Regions from separate parts of the Sus scrofa genome. Here region 2 is linked to region 1. The links are chromatin contacts, called in public HiChIP or PLAC-seq maps. All regions are on one chromosome and are shown on one strand. Each heading gives the region's core, a stretch centred on a gene start, on an enhancer-like site or on the middle of the called end of the contact. The rest is flanking DNA. Distances are from core to core; before and after follow the strand shown. Region 1 holds the start of PDE3B (cGMP-inhibited 3',5'-cyclic phosphodiesterase B). Region 2 holds the start of COPB1 (coatomer protein complex subunit beta 1).

The links. HiChIP or PLAC-seq counts read pairs in DNA pulled down with a chosen protein or histone mark.
Region 2: an H3K27ac HiChIP or PLAC-seq map of alveolar macrophages shows a contact between it and region 1. The contact joins the promoter of COPB1 here to the promoter of PDE3B in region 1. A contact is called at or near these places in 1 of 47 Hi-C or Micro-C datasets (liver) and 1 of 2 datasets of contacts at active chromatin or transcription factors (alveolar macrophages).

What each region holds. Positions count from the first base shown.
Region 1 is chr2:44,612,235-44,616,929 of Sscrofa11.1, reverse strand. It overlaps PDE3B (cGMP-inhibited 3',5'-cyclic phosphodiesterase B), which reads left to right and starts at 2,855. Exons shown (of 17, transcript XM_021083299.1): 1 at 2,855-4,133. The coding sequence starts at 3,156.
Region 2 is chr2:44,759,177-44,763,871 of Sscrofa11.1, reverse strand. It overlaps COPB1 (coatomer protein complex subunit beta 1), which reads right to left and starts at 2,800. Exons shown (of 22, transcript NM_001172366.1): 1 at 2,701-2,800; 2 at 1,824-1,967. The coding sequence starts at 1,914.

The DNA.
Region 1 (4,695 bases), core at 1,606-4,105:
TTGGGAGCTGGGTGGTAAGCACTAGAATCTCACATCAGGGATCATCAAACTGGGAGAATGATTCTAGTGGGAAGATTATGTCAAGACTTGACGGAAGGCAAAGTTAGGTAGAATGAAGCTGGAGTAGAAAGTGTTGAAAAAAGTCAAGGTATGCTGTTTCTTTGAGTCTTTTTTTCACAAGAGACAATGGTTATTTTCTTCAACCTAAAGACAGGAGCTATGTAATTCTATTGGTTGTTTAGATCTAGTGAAACAATAACTAAATAATTTGAACTCTAAGACGTGCAGCCTACTAATAACCTCTGACAAAGACTGTAAACAGAGAAGGGAGTTGCTATAAACACAGCTAGCTGATTCTTTTTGTGCATGTTTTCAGTTAAGTAAACCGATGGCCTTTGGTCACGTCCTTATATTTTATCCTAGAATCCCCTCAGGTGCTAGGGTTGGTGTTTAGAGGGATGCACTCCAACTACAGGTTATTGAAAGACTTGGACTTTTAGCCTCAAAAAGACCTGGGAAGACAGCTTAGAGGAGAACTGGCAAGTATGAAGAGGGCTTTGAATTTTATTTTCCAGATAGTAATCCTTGAATACAAATCCTTTTATTTTTACTTGTCAACACAGAGTTTGCTTTAGTGTAGTGGCACAAATAATTTAAAGGTTGCTCTTGGCAATCTTTGGATCCTAAAAATGCCTATATATTTTTGGCATATAGAAATCATAGCTTTTCAAGACTGGAAGGGATTTTAAGTTCACCAAAATTAAACTGCTTCATTTTACATTTGAGAACACCGAGACCTGTAAAAGTTAAGTGAATCGCTTAATCCTGGGATATGAATGTTTGGGCCAGGACTAGAAACTATGACATGGATTTCTAATCTACTACTATTTCCATTATCATGCCCATCCTACCTTAGATGACAACCTAAGTTTTGAAAACAACAACTTCATAACAACTTTTTTTTTTCTTTTCCGGCTGTTCTGAGGCATATGGAGTTCCCAGGCCAGGGTTCAAATCCTAGCCGCAGTCACAACCTACCCGCCGGATCATTAACCCACTGTGCTGGCCCATGACAGAACCTGTGTCCCAGCGCTGTAGAGACACTCTCTATCCCATTGTGGGCCACAGCTGGAACTCCAACTACTTTATTACAACTTTAATCTGAATTTGTTCTAATTTTCAAAACAATTATTTTTTACAAGAATTTGTAATGTTGCACTTCAGTGATGCTGATACTAGTTTGTCATGCCCTACTCAAAATGTATCCTTAAGTTTCCTATTTTAATCTCTGACTGGTAGTGATGCTTCTGTTTATTTTCAATATACTTAAAAATGTATTTGCTGAGTTCTGTTGAAATGAGATTTTTTTAAAAAAAATTCAATTGTTGTGGTGGAAAAAAAAACCCATGAATTTTTATCTTTTAGGGCAAAGCATCTCAGTAATCAATTTGAAGCCTTTATTAAATATTTTTTCCCCTTATCCGAGAGGCAAACAAGGAAAAGGAACTCTGGTCTTTTCTCATTTTGGTCAAACACTTGTGCTAATTTCTCTGTGATTTATGCTATGTATGTGAACTATGACCATATATGAAAATAGTCTGTTCTAGGTCATGGCTGTGGGCAGAGATTAATTGGTGAAAAATGGGCCTGTTTGTGGGATTTACCACACAGTAAGGTTTCACATCTCCCTGGAAAAATGTGGAATTAGCTCTCTGAGAAATGCAGGGCTGTCATGAGGTTGAAGGGAGACTTTCGGTGGAGGGAAACACAGTTCACTCTCTAAGGCAGTTATGATTGGTGAAATTCCAGAGCAGTCCCTTTGGTACAGCAAAGTTCTTCCCGCTTTCAAGTCAGTGTTTCCTACGTGCAGTTAGTTTCACTAGTAATTCACAGATAGCATCCTATTTAGCTCCTTTCATGGCCAACTGATATAAACTAGGCAATGGTCTTGGTGAGAACTCCTAATCCTTCAATCGCCCCTGCAACCCCCCACCCCAACACGCAATTACAGTGAAAAAGCCTTCTACGTGGAAAGAACTTTCCAACAGATTTTCTAGGCATGTTGGGGGTAGGGATACAGATGTGAACAGAGGGTATGTTTGGGCAGGGAGTGCTAAGATGGAACAGTAGTTCCTCTCCCATGAAGATGGTTCTTGAGAAAGACAAACTCCATAATATCTACTAGGATGCTTCCAGAGAGCGCTCCAGGTGCATGCTTCTCCTTAAAAACCGTTGCAAGGGTCTGCAGCGTGGCCCAAGAGTCCACGTTGCTGCTGAGGGACAGATCTAGCCACAATGAGCTTGTTCGCCATGACCTTGGTGGTGGCTGACCCTTACCGGGTCACAGCACGCTTGGACAGTCCAATGACCCACCCTAAACTGAAATGAGGGTAGAGGTAGGACCCGCCGCCTCTTCAACTCAGTTTCTCTACTAGGCAATCCCCTTGGGGGCCATAAACGCCCTCTTAACCCAAGCTCCCGGTAGTGACCTGTCGGAGCTTGGCTGAAGTCTGTGACTTACCCCAAAGGGAACCTGCGCGCCTGGGGTCCCAGGATGGCGGGCGCGCCCTCTTCTATCCGAAAAGGACTCCGCCTGTCTCTCCCAGCCCCGGCCAGTCTTCCGACAGCCCTAGCCGCGCTCTCTCCAGTCCCCGCACTATTAGTGGGCAGGGGTCCCCGGCTCACGTCGAGACCAGCAGCTACGAGAACAAGAGGCGGTGCCGGTGGCTGCTGGACTGGACAGGGCGCGAGCGCGCGCGGGCGGCGGGCCGGGCGCGCGCCCGGCCGGGGCAGCGGCGGGGGAGGAGCGCCCGCCCGCCGCTCGCGCGCCCAACGGACCAGGCTGGGGCCGTGAGGTAACTGTTGCAGCCCGCGGGAGCTGGGAGGCGACACCGAGGCTCTAGTGTCGAGAAGTGTCCGAGGCAAAAGGAGAGGGTCCTGCCGCAGCGGTCCGGGAGCAAAGCCCCTTCCGCCCCTCTGCTCAGCCAGCATGTCGCGGACCCCGCCGCTTCCCCGGCCGCGCGGCGGGGACCCTGGGCCGAGGCGGCGGGCGCAGCCCTGACGCGCTGCCGAGCCGGGGGGCGCCCCGAGCGCGAGCCGCTGCTGCTGTCTGAGCGGGGCGTGCCGAGCCCCTGCTGCCACTCCGGGTCCGGGCCATGAGGAGGGACGAGCGAGACGCCAAAGCCATGCGGTATCCACAGCCGCCGGACGGGGCCGGCTCTCCCCCTGAGAGCCTGAGGAACGGCTACGTGAAGGGCTGCGTGAGCCCCCTGCGGCAGGACCCTCCGCGCGGCTTCTTCTTCCACCTCTGCCGCTTCTGCAACGTGGAGCTGCTGCTGCCGCCGCGGGCCTCCCCCCAGCAGCCGCGGCGCGGCTCCCCCTTCTCCCCGGCGCGCCTCGCGCTGGGCGCCCTGGCCGCCTTTGTCCTCGCCCTGCTGTTCGGCTCGGGGCCCGAGAGCTGGGCTGCTGGGGCCGCCCGGCTGCGGACCCTGTTAAGCGTTTGTTCGCACAGCCTCAGCCCCCTCTTCAGCATCGCCTGTGCCTTCTTCTTCCTCACCTGCTTCCTGACGCGGACCAAGCGGGGCCCCGGCCCGGGCCGGAGCGGCGGCGGCTCCTGGTGGCTGCTGGCGCTGCCTGGCTGCTGTTACCTGGGGGACTTCTTGGTGGAGCAGTGGGGGTCTTGGCCTTGGGGGGACGGAGACGCTGGGACCCCGGCCCCGCACACGCCCGCAGCGGTGGCAGGCAGGTGGTTCTTGGTGCTGAGCTGCGTGGGCTTGCTGACACTCGTGCACCCGGCGAGGCTCCAGCACAGCATCCTGGTGCTGCTCCTCTCCAGCTTCGTCTGGTGGGTGTCCTTCACCAGCCTCGGGGCGCTGACCCCAGCCGTCCGGCCGCTGCTGTCCTGCCTGGTGGGGAGCGTCGGCTGCCTGCTGGCCCTGGGGCTGGATCACTTCTTTCAAATCAGGGAAGCTCCCCATCATCCTCGGTTGTCCAGTACCGCCGAAGAAAAAGTGCCTGTGATCAGACCCCGGAGGAGGTCCAGCTGCGTGTCGTTCGGAGAAACTTCAGCCAGTTACTATGGAAGTTGCAAAATGTTTAGGAGACCTTCGTTGCCTTGCGTTTCGAGAGAACAGGTATGTTACCAGAAAGCAAGGTTTGGTAAGGAAGGGAGGGCGGTTTTATCGCTTCAGTTCCCGAGTTGAATTAGCGTGTTTGAAAGCATGTTAACTTCCAGGGTGAAAAAAAGAAAAGTTTTGTTCTGGAAAAAGTTCCTGAAATACAAGAAGCTTTTTTAAAAGGCAAAAGTACCTTTTATCTTTGAATAGAAATGAAGTAGCAGACTAGGCATATTGCACTTTTTAAAGAGTTTGCTATGCATTGGACGCATTCTCAGAATGAAATGAATTATTTTGAACTTTAATAGATTGACTACTCCCACTTTGGCAGAGTCTGATGTGTATCTTTGTGAAGCCATTTATCTGTTGCTGTTATAATGATGATGTCTCGCCGAAGATAACATGCAGTCATTAGAATGAGTGAATATATATACATGTGCATTTTAATCAGTGTGGTTTAATTATTCTGGATAATTAAGAGGACAAGTCTGAGATCTTACAATAAAAGGAACAGTGGTGAGTTTGGGAACGGAGATTTGTTAATTTAGATGAAAAGACTCGGAATAATTTTAAGACCCCC
Region 2 (4,695 bases), core at 1,551-4,050, 150 kb before region 1:
TGAAGAATGCTTTTTTCCACAGCTTCAAAATTTTCAGAACTTCTTTCCTCTATGAATATTATCAAACATATGGAAAATTTCAAATATCAATTCAATTCACCAAAATATACTACAGGAAATGTACAGTCATCAGGGCTCATATCCAGTGATTAAAGGTAAAGTGTAGGTAAAGCAAGTCACTATTTCACCAAAAATACTTGTTGCTCAAATTGGAAACTACACTACTTCTAAACTTTTTCTCATCTCAACTCTTCCAAGACAAAGTCAAAAATATACTACATAAATTCAAGATTACTTATTTACTGTAGATGGAGGGTAGTTAAGAAAAGCGTATTTTTACAGTTAAAAACAAGTTTTAGGAGTTTCCTCGTGGGTCAGGAGGTTAAGGATACAGCGTTGTCACTGCAATGGCTCTGGTTACGTTTGGTGTGGCTTCGATCAATGGCCGGGGAACTTCTGCCAGAAAAAAAAAGAACAAGTTTAATTCTTTACCTTCCCAGCAAGAGGCTTAAGTACTTTAGGGATTTAAAAATGAAAACTTTTAGGAGTTCCCGTCGTGGCTCAGTGGTCAACGAATCCGACTAGAAACCATGAGGTTGCAAGTTCGATCCCTGGCCTTGCTCAGAGGGTTAAGGATCTGTTGTTGCCATGAGCTGTGGTGTAGGCCGCAGATGCAGCTCAGATTCCGTGTTGCTATGGCTCTGGTGTAGGCTGGCAGCTACAGCTCTGATCAGACCCCTAGCCTGGAACCTCCATATGCCGTGGAAGCGGCCCTAGAAAAGGCAAAAAGACCAAAAAAAAGAAAAGAAAACCTTTAAATTATAAGGAAAAAAATAGTAATGAAAGTTTATTAATTTGCATTTCATTCTACTAGCTTACATGATTATGAAAAAAAAGTAAATACAGTACATGTGGCTTTTGTAAACTAAGGCTATCAATCTAAATGAAAAAGGTTTTTTTCCTTCTCTAAAATAGACCTCAATTGAAACCTAATATTAAGTAACCTAAAATCAAGAGCTATTCTGTTACTGATGATTGATAAAAAAGGTGGGAATATGCAAGTAAAATACTGTCTCCTTTTAAACTATAAACTATCTTCTAAAAAATATGCTCAAAATTTGAAGCATAATTTCCCCTCTAGTCTCTTTTACACAGTAGTTGTCAGTTTCAGTAACTTATTTTTAGTATTTCAATTAAATAAGAATCATGATTTTTGGAATGTGCATTACTTAAAAAAGTTTTCTGACAGAATTGCTCATAAAAAGGAGACACAGCATACAGTTTTAAACATAAGTTTTTGTTTTCTTCTTAGCATAAATGCTTTAAAAATAAAAAGCTTAAATCTTTCTGGAAAATATATGTGTATTCCGTGTTGACTTCATTTGTTCAACAGGTGGTGAACCCAAAAAACAAAGTTTTGATTTTACGAGTTAAGCAATATGAAGCGAAGTGTACAAAGGAACTAAAACAAATACATTCTCAACCTGTTACCTACAGAGAATTATTGCTACATTTAAACATATTAAACTACACAAACCATTATGTTATTCTGAAGATTATCTAAAAACTAAACCATTATATATCTTTAGTCCCACCTCACTATGTTATAAGCTAAACTGAGCTGTTGTTTCATTTCCAAAAACAAATACTGCAACTCTAAAGGTAACAAATTTTCATTTTTAATAGGACAAAGTTCTACTGAAAAGATCCTAGGAAAAAAAAAGTAGACAAAAATCAAGCATTTCTAAATAAAGAAACTTAAAAACCAAATGAGCTTATCTGCATGTTTTATATTTCATTTTCAAAATATTATCAAAGTTTACCTAGATCATTTTTTAAGCTAATTTCAGATGGTGGTTCTGAATCCATTGGCACGTTAATTAACGTATAGCAGACGTTCTCAGCAGCCGTCATGATTTCCGGTTATAACCAACCTTCAATTTTAAGATAACAGATGCTAAAAAAATCTAGAAAAATAAAATACAAGGATATCATTACAAGTAAAAAAACAAACCAAAAAACCCTCCACAAAACACAACTAGTAACCACTGTGATCTTTTCTGTCTAAAGTTCATACAGCACGGCTTATTATTTCAGAAGTTTAGAAGGGGGGAGTCAATCTCTGTTGTGTCTCAAAAATAAATCCTGATATAACAAAAAATACACACTTGTCAGCCTTGGCCTTGGGTATATTACCTCCCACCCCACAACCCCGCCCAAGGTTTAGAACGCTGTACTGGAGAATTAAAGCCCACAATACAGTGACAGTCCTCCAGCCCCACCACATCACGTTACAGAAGTAACTTTTAAACCTAACACACAACCTGAACTGCTCAAGAGACCCCGTGCACGAATACTCTGCTAAAACAGAGCGCTTGAAGGCATTCATCCATGGGACCCGACTCTGTCTACTTGACTCCCTCAATCAGTGCTCTGCCCCCGCCCCCACGCCCCTTTCCTCTCCCTTCCCTCCAGCTAAGCAAGCCCCGCCGGGAACAGCGAGGCCCGGGGCCTGGGAAAAACCTCCGGTCAGTAAGCAGGCCGGGATGGGGCGTCCGGCCCACAGCTTCCCGGCCCCGCGTTCCACTTCGCCAGGCCCGGACGCTAGCGGCCTAGTCGCTCCCCTTCCGAATCTTCCCACTAGAGCCAGTTCCTCCGACTCTAGCACGAGCCTCCGAGATTAGGGGCTTGTGGCGCTACCTGACTCCGAGGGCAGCAGCTGGGGCAGCCGCGGGAGCGTCTACTCCGGTTCCAACCCCCAGAAGCAGCTGCAGCTCTGCAAAGTCCTCCGCTGACGTGGAAAGGGGTAAGGAACCAACCCAGGCTGCAGCCACCTAGCCCCTACGGCAAGTCAGAGAGGACAAGCCTTCTCCGTCCTGCGCCTGCGCGCTGCAAGACATTATAAGTGTTTCTAACTCAAAGGAACCGCAGGTTTCTTCCTCTTCTCTTGGCGACTGTTCCTTTAGGCCGAAGAGGGAATTGGAAACACATACTTATCAAGTTTTATGTGCAAGCTTAAATTAAGCACTGAGATCATTTAAACGCCACTAAGAAACTTTTTTTTTTTTTCTTCCACGAACTAAAACAGCCAAGGAGAGGAAGTGCTTTGACAGAGGGGGGGAAACGTTTTCCAGGGCTGTGTGGCCCAGTGGGAAACGATAGACTGAGAACTGGAAGCCCTTTTCTAGTTCACCCACTAAAAAACTAGGAAAGTAACTAAATACTAGTTGAGAAATAAATTCAATTCTTCTAATAAGAGACACTGGATTATATGAAGATCCATTTCGGCTCTTAAAGCTTGACGTAGGGTGAATCTCTGCCTCTGCAGTTAGGCTGGAGTTGTTTGAATGTCAAAGTATCACTAGTCTGAGTTCTGGTCTTTATTTAGCAACGGTCCCTTTCATGATCCTTTAATATAACCTAGATTAGAAATTTTTTATGCGTAAAGGGAGATTAACAGTCACTATTTCAAAGGATTTTACCTGTCTCTTGTTACAGCTACAACCGGCCATAGTACCAGTGGTTTTGTCCATTTAAGTTTCTATATCCCTGCCCCGCCCCCCTACACACATGCGCAAGCACACAAAGGGTTTTCTGGCCAATTATTAATAAAAATTTTTTTGAAGCGTTAAGCAAAATATTGCAAATACAAAAAAGCTCTGACAGGAGTTCCCTTCGTGGCTCAGTGGTTAACGAATCCGACTAGTAACCATGAGGATGCAGATTCAATCCCTGGCCGAGCTCAGCGGGTTAAGGATCCTGCGTAGCGTGAGCGAGGTGTAGGTCACAGAGGCAGCTCAGATCCAGCGTTGCTGTGGCTGTGGCATAGAATGGCGGCTACAGCTCCTATTTGACCCCTAGCCTTGGAACCTTCAAGTGCCGCAGGTGTGGCCCTTAAAAGACAAAGGACAAAGAAAAACAAAGGTCTGACAACCTGACCTTACTGACAGGCTCATCTCAATTAGAGATGAGATAGAACACAAGTAGAGCCTCATCTATCTAGAATACAGTTATTTTGAGATTTATTTCTTCTTTTTGGAATTATGGAGCAAAAAATAAATTATTTGAGGAGTTCTCTGGTGGCTCATTGGGTTAAGGATCCAGCATTGCCACTGTTGTGGCACGGTTACGTCCTGGCCTGGGAACTTTTGTGCTCTGCAGGGCACAGCCAAAAAATAAATAAAATAAATTCTTTGAAAACCCAAAATACATCCCAAGGGCCATGTCCTCCTCAAATCCTGTACATTCATTTTATTAAAGCAATTTGTTTTGAAAAGACATAGATATCATATCACTTATACGTGGGATCTAAAATATGATACAAATGAATTTGTATCATATTTTACAAAACAGAAATAGACCTACAGACATAGAAAACAAATTTATCATTACCAAAGAGGAAAGGTGGGGGGGAATAACTTAGGAGTTTGGGATTATCAGATACAAACTACCGTATATGAAACAGATAAAAGACAAAGTCCTACTGTATAACACAGGGAACTATATTCAATATCCTGTAATAAACTATAATGTAAAAGAATTTGAAAAATATAAATATATATAAATGAATCACTTTGCTGTACTAATACAACTTTGTAAATCAACTATAATTCTATTTTTTAAAAAAGCTATTTTTGTCTTGGATAATTGTAAAGTCACAAATATGGAGATCCCACACACTCGTCACCTAGTTTC